Linked DNA regions of Hordeum vulgare: region 2 is linked to region 1. The links are chromatin contacts, called in public Hi-C maps. All regions are on one chromosome and are shown on one strand. The core of a region is the stretch at or near the end of the contact, and the rest is flanking DNA. Distances in the headings are between cores, read along the strand shown. Region 1 holds the start of LOC123401321. Region 2 holds the start of LOC123402598 (protein DCL, chloroplastic).

Evidence for each region. A called contact is a pair of places that touch in the nucleus more often than the background predicts.
Region 2: a Hi-C map of leaf shows a contact between it and region 1, with 3 times the contacts expected there. The contact joins the promoter of LOC123402598 here to the promoter of LOC123401321 in region 1. A contact is called at or near these places in 2 of 6 Hi-C or Micro-C datasets (leaf and seedling).

What each region holds. Positions count from the first base shown.
Region 1 is chr6H:524,599,428-524,602,845 of MorexV3_pseudomolecules_assembly, reverse strand. It overlaps LOC123401321, which reads left to right and starts at 1,836. Exons shown (of 2, transcript XM_045095107.1): 1 at 1,836-2,449; 2 at 2,636-3,222. The coding sequence starts at 1,987. The coding sequence ends at 2,715.
Region 2 is chr6H:524,871,998-524,875,415 of MorexV3_pseudomolecules_assembly, reverse strand. It overlaps LOC123402598 (protein DCL, chloroplastic), which reads right to left and starts at 1,809. Exons shown (of 3, transcript XM_045096530.1): 1 at 1,121-1,809. The coding sequence starts at 1,524.

The sequences.
Region 1 (3,418 bases), core at 587-3,086:
CCCGACCAATCTATTCACGGGCAAGCTTGATTCGCCCGGACACTGCACGGCGACAGGCCAGTGCATATTTTGCACGCTTTATTTCCGTTTCTGGCTCTGGCAGCTTGCGTGTACACCTTCTAATTAGGTATAGAGCCCGGAACAGGCAGAGGCAGTGTCGGGCAAGCGATCCATCGTTTCAAGTGCCAGCACAAGTTGTCCTTGAAAATTGGACTAAAGAGTACGTAGGAGTATGTCTTAAGACTTAAGTGCTGTGTAAATAAATCTACTATAAGACTTAAGAGTACGTAGGAATATGTCTTAAGACTTAAGGTTTAGGAGTACTACGTTTGAGACGCACGCGCGAATGCGATCCATCGTCGGCGGAAATCATTGGTCATCAACACAAAATCGTATTCACGGGCCTGTTGATTACCGCGATTCGCAAGCTACGTATCCACGAGAGATTGCAAGCGATGGCATGTATTAGCTGGTTAGGAAATTCTTCGAATTTTTTGTTTTTGAAATAACAGTTGGTTGGGAAATGACAGTTTTAACTAAAAATGGAGGTAGTAACAAAAAGAATCTTACCAGAGACACCAGTAAAGATCCTTTCACATAAACAATTTTGATCCCACGTTGCAGCACTGTCCGCGAGAATCTAGACTGAACCGAAGTTGGGTCCGGAAGATTCTCCACGCACGTCGAGCATGCATCAAGATCGTTCTTTCAAAAATCGTAGCGATAAGATCTCTGTCACAAAAGAAGATGATTTGTTTGGGGTCACAAGCTGATGTAAAAAAAAAACTTACAAGTTTGGCACGCACGCATTAGGGCAAAGCAAATCGTGAACCGTATCTACAGATCGTAATACCACCAGACAGACCACCCTAAATCAGCGCGATCCGCGCGACACGAATCCAGGAGAGAATGTAGGCGACCAGACGGAAAAATATCCCGGCCGATTCCCTCGACCGAGCAGTACAGTATGGTCAATCCAAACAGAATGAAAAGAAATACGTATAATCAAAGTTGGACCTCGCAAACTTTTTTCGGAAGGTTCTCCATGCATGTCGAGGACCGCAAGGGTTTTCCGGAAGGTTCTACCACATGCATGCATGTGGACGGTTTGCAAAGTTTACAAAAATCTTTGCTTGCGCGCAAGCAAGCAAATCCCACCGGCCTGACATAATCCCACCGGTTTGGTGGTAATCAAGTCGGTCGTCGCAAACAAACAGGCGCCCTTCCACCCGCTCCACTGTGACGCACCATCACCTGGACCGCCTGGACCGGCCGGACGGCCGGTGGTTACGTCCGTGTGATGCACTCACCAACTAGTTTATTCCCGAGAAATTTACGAGCCAATTCCTCCATCCACGACGACACGGAAACTTCCCCACACATTTTGTGCACCACGGCACACACGACGGAATTCTAGCAAGCAGACGTGAAAGCGAAACACGGAAGAATCCTTCCGTTTTACTACTTTACGTATTACCCGCCGCACGCGAGGGTTCAGGGGGGATCCGAATCCAGCTGCGATTCAAACAGCCGCACAGCAGTAGTAGGAGTAGTACTAGCGCAAAACACTTGTACTGCAAGGAGTTAAATTTGCATACGTCCGGGTTTTTTCGGTCAGTTGAGGAACGAATTCCCCCCGGCCCACGTTCCCCGTGACCCGGAATCAATGCCCAATAATGAGCCCCGGCCTAGCAGTTGGAACAAATCCCACCGTTGGATCCGTCCGCCAGGGCTACGCATGCCATCCATCCACGAGCGTAGTAGTATAAAGCAGCCCGACGTCGGCAGACGTCAGTCTCGCCCGCTAGCCCGCACGCAAGCATCCGATCCGCTAAGGAAATAGAAGAAGAAAGAAGAAGGCGGCGGCAGGCAGGCGGAGAGAGATAAATTACTCCACCGCGGAGGAGGAGGAGGAGCCAGCAGTCCTCGCCTCCATCCAAATCCCCCGAGCGGAGGAGGAGGAGGCCGGCGGCGGCGGCGGAAGCCATGGAGGAGGGGAAGCAGGGGTTCCAGCCGCACCTGATGGGCGGCGGCGGGAGGATGAGGGGCGCGGCGGGGGCCATGGGGCTGCAGAAGCAGAACTCGTGGTCGCCCGACATCGAGCGGGACGAGGCGTGGGAGCGGCGCCGGCGCGGGATACTGGGCAGGGGCCGCCGCTCGCCGCTGCAGCGCGCGCAGAGCGTCACCGACGACCAGCTCGACGAGCTGCGCGGCTCCCTCGATCTGGGCTTCCGGTTCGACCCGCCCTCGCAGCGCTGCGCCGCCTGCGACGCCGGGAGGAGCCGCCTCGTCGAGACGCTCCCGGCGCTCGACCTCCTCTACGCCGTCAACGCCAACGCCAACGCCAACGCCAAGGCCGGCTGCGCGGCCAGCCAGTGCTCCTGCGGCGCCTCCTCGGAGGCCTCGGAGCCGTCGCCCATCGGGAGCCCCCTCTCAATACTCTCTCCAGGTGAGCACGCGCATTATTATTCCCTCTCCATCAGCTCCATGCGATCTGTTCATTGCACGAACAAGCCTCCGAATTTCGAAAGAATTGATTTGTTCCTCTCCAACCAAACGCGATTGCTGATCCGCCGGCCAGGCGCGGTTAGAGTTTTGATCTGACTTCTCGACGGCGGTACTTCCTTCCCTGCAGATGACCCGCCGGAGACGGTCAAGATGAGGCTGAAGCAGTGGGCGCAGGTGGTGGCGCTGTCCATGCGCAGCCGCTCCTGAACAGACCAGCCATGGCTGAACGAACATCCCGTGGAACGTGGATGCCATACCGAATTCAGAGGAGGGACAAGGAACAACAACGCACAAGAAAAAGAATAATCCATCCATCCCTCCCTGCCTCGAGATCGAAGAAGCAACCAATGATTGATGAGCAAGCAAACGAGAAGAGAATCTACCAATAGTGTCGTCGGACGATCGGCCAGCCGCCTTCCACATCTGCTCCTCCCGCATCTTGGACCAGCTAGCTTAGCCCTGCTGCTACTACTAATCAACCTTTGTGTCACATGTTTATCGTTGAGCAATTCGAGAACCATACTCCGTAATCCGCGTTATTACCTCTGTTATTACCTAGTTTCTCCTCCCCCTGATCTTCCGTCGTCGCATTGCTTCCGTTACTAGTCACCTCCCCTGATTTCGTGATAATTTCGACATGACTGTACATGAGGTAGTAGATTGATTTTTAATTTGCGTTCCGGAATAATAATATACTGTTGGCTGGTGGTGGTAGCAGTTGCTGTTGCTTGTTGCTGCTGCAAAATAATCGATGACCGACGGATGGTGTCACTGGGTTTGCTCACCCAATCAAACAATCAATCCTCGCTCGTGCCAATGGCCACCCGATGAAGCACCAACAATCTGAAGCAGATCACCGATCCCGATCCTTCACCTCATCCGACGACCAAGCAGCTGATCACGTACTCCC
Region 2 (3,418 bases), core at 560-3,059, 270 kb before region 1:
AAGGAACACGCTTAGATTTTTTTTATTAATACTTACAATTTTTTAAAATGTTTTGTTGTTTCTTGGAAACAAGATGTTGCAGAATTTTGCCAGCAGATATATATTCAGAAAATGGTAATGGTTAATCAAGTATCAGGTAATAAGATGTCAAACATGTTAAAGAAGCATGGGAATGTACATCAAATGAATAACAATGAAGTCTTGTGCCAATGTTATCCCATTATATTCCTCATCACTAGTTTGCGCTAATATAGATTTGAACAAACTCATGCAAACCCCAGCAGAGTAACTAGCAATGTATTGTATCATTGTATGGTATAGATTGGAACAATGTCGAGCCTGTGCCATCGGTCATTGGCGCCATGACCATAGTGGCGGCAGACATGAAGGCAATAGTCCAGGGCAGCAATGCTCAAGGTGATGGATCGTCTTGGATGCAAGAGACACCTGACCAGGGGCTGGATCAGGAAGAAGTAACCCGTGCAAAAAACGGCTCATTGAGCTGGGTGTGGTGTACGTGGACATAGGGACTATCTGTAATCCTACATGTGTGAATCACTATATGGGGCTGAAATGGTTGAATGATCATCTGTCGAATGATGATATGGAACTCTGAATTCTCACCCTGTTTTGTGAACTCTCAACCTTTTCCAAATCCTTCACTGCCTGCCTCCGTGAATTCTGATCCAACCGACTGGGATATCACAAACAACTTGCTCGACCAACCGATTAAACCGTTACATTCAACCGAGTCAATGCCTTAGTAATCCCTTCCCTCAATACATAGGTGTATCTTCTGTCTAGCACCAAACCAGCTATAGACTTACCGCCAGTATTCGCCTTGAACTAAGTCCTACTAGTACTATGGGTAGTCGGTCTAACTGTGCCCAAACATTCAGAGCATCCAGGATATAGCTATTCACATTCCATGGGTGATAAGTTCAGTTTGCACACCATGTGTTTGATAAATTGCAGCAGTAGATTACACAAGCAAAATTTTCCCCATCACCAATGATGCACTGGTGCTGCCGTACTAAGATTATTGTTGATTGAATTTCAAGCAGCAAACGGAATTAGGACGGACAATGGACAAGAGGGCGAAGAGGGAAAAGTTGCCTACTTGCCGGAGTGGAGTATCATCCGCACGAAGCCAACGAGGGGCACGGTGTCCTCGAGGATAAGGTCCTCCCAGTCCACCCACTCCCTCTGGGGCCCCCTCCTCCGCCCCTCCTCGGGCTCCTCGTCGTCCACCGGAGAGCCCAACTTGGCATCCGCGTCGGCCTCCCGCTCATCCGCGGCCGTCGTGGCGGCGGCCGGCCGCCGCAGCATGGCCGCCGGGTCGGGCGGGGCCGCGCCCGACCTCACCGACACCCCTCGGCCGCGGGCGCGGCCCGCGAGTAGGGAGGCATGGACGAGGCCGCTGAAGCCGGGGAGGACGAGGCGCAGGCAGGACACGGCGGGCGCGGAGGAGGACACGGCCGCGGCCGCGGCCATGGGGCGCGCGGGCGACGGGGGAAACTGCATGTGCTTGCGTGCGGCGGCGAGGCAATCAAAGCGGCTTGGCGTGGCGGCTTCGGGCGTCACCGCATGGTAGGACGGGCGCGGCGCGCCGTGGCGGGTGGCGGCCTCGCGCTGCGCGCGCGGCCGGCGGGGGGCGGGGGAGGGAGGCGGGGTTTTTGGCCCCGGCGGGAGGGTGTGGGGGGTGGAGCGTGGCGTGGTGGTGGGTAGTGTGGCTGGGAAGGAGTGAGCCGCGATGGTGCATGGAGGAGTGGATAGGCCTCGCCCGCCGCTGCGCTCTGCCGGGGTTCCGGCCTCGTTGGCGTTTTCGTTTCCCCGAGTTTTTGTGCCGTGCAACGGCGAGGGCCAAACCCTGCCGAATGGACCGGTCTTATCTGCCGGCCCGATAGCCCACGTGCCCAGTCAGTGCTGGGCCTGGCCCGGCACAGAAACGACATGTTTTTCTTTTTAGACAGCAAAATAGGCCTAATATAAGTCGAAAACAATACAATAGACTGAATTCGACGCTGGTTGGCACGCCAAATAGGAATATCCTATTCGCCGCTCAGTGCAAAGGCAATGTCTGGACTTCGCACAGAGCAGAGCAGGGAGGGGAACGATATTAAAATGAGCTGGTCCATTTAACGGGTTGCAGAGCTCTTGTTTTCAGAACCTTCTACAGGTTTTCAACCGGTTTTTCCGGTTCTAAAAATCTTTTAAAAGATCTCCTGAACCAGTTTTTTTCCTTTTTCTTTTTTCTTTTCTCTTTCTGTTTCAAAAAATGTTGTAGGATTTTTAGAACAATGTTCTGCATTTTCGAAAAAAAATCCAGATTTAAAAAAATGTTCTCTATATTCAAAAAATTGTTCACATCTTCAAAATTTGTTCTGAATATTCAAATTTTTTTCAGTTTTAAAACTTGTTCTTACTTTCCAAATTTAGTTGCGGTTTTCAAATTTTTTGGGGTTTTTTCAAATTGTTCTCCATTTCAAAATTTTGTTCTCAAGATTCAAAACTATTCGTGCATTAAAAAAATGTCCGCGCTTCCAAATTTATGCAGGATTTTCCAAAATTGTTCTTGGTTTCAAATTTTGTTCTCAAGATTCAAATAATGTCCATGCTTTAAAAAATTGTTCACGGTTTCAAATTTGTTCGCGGTTTTTAAAACTGTTCTCCGTTCAAAAGATTTGTTCTCAAGATTCAAAAAAATGTTCGTCCTTGAAAAAATGGTTCACACTTCCAAATTTGTTCAGGATTTTTCAAAATTGTTCTCGATTTCAAAATTTGTTCTGCAGATTCAAAAAACAAATTGTGCTTTAAAAATGTGTTCACGCTTTCAAATTTGTTTAAGGTTTTTCAAATTGTTCTCGGTTTCAAAATTTAGTACTCAAGATTCAAAAAAACGATCGTGCTTCCAAATTTGTTCATGATTTTTCCAAAATTGTTCTCGGTTTCAAATTTTGTTCTAATGATTAGAATAATGTCCGTGCTTTAAAAATTTGTTCACAGTTTCAAATTTGTTCAGGATTTTTAAAATTGTTCTCCGTTTAAAAAAAAATATTCTCAAGATAAAAAAAAACCGTGATTTAAAAAATGGTTCACGCTTCCAAATTTGTTCAGGATTTTTCATAATTGTTCTCGGTTCCAAAATTTGTTCTGTAGATTCAAAAATAGCGTGCTTCAAAAATTTGTTCGCACCTTCAAATTTATTTGGGGTTTTTCAATATTGTTCTCCATTTCAAAATTTAGTTCTCAAAATTCAAAAAAACTTCCGTGCTTTCAAAATTTGTTCACGCTTCCAAATTTGTTCATGATTTTTCCAAAATTGTTTTTGTTCACGAAATCTGTTCTCAAGATTCAAAAAAATCGTGTTTTAAAATTTTGTTTGTGCTTTCAAAGTTGTTCAGGATTTTTACCTTTT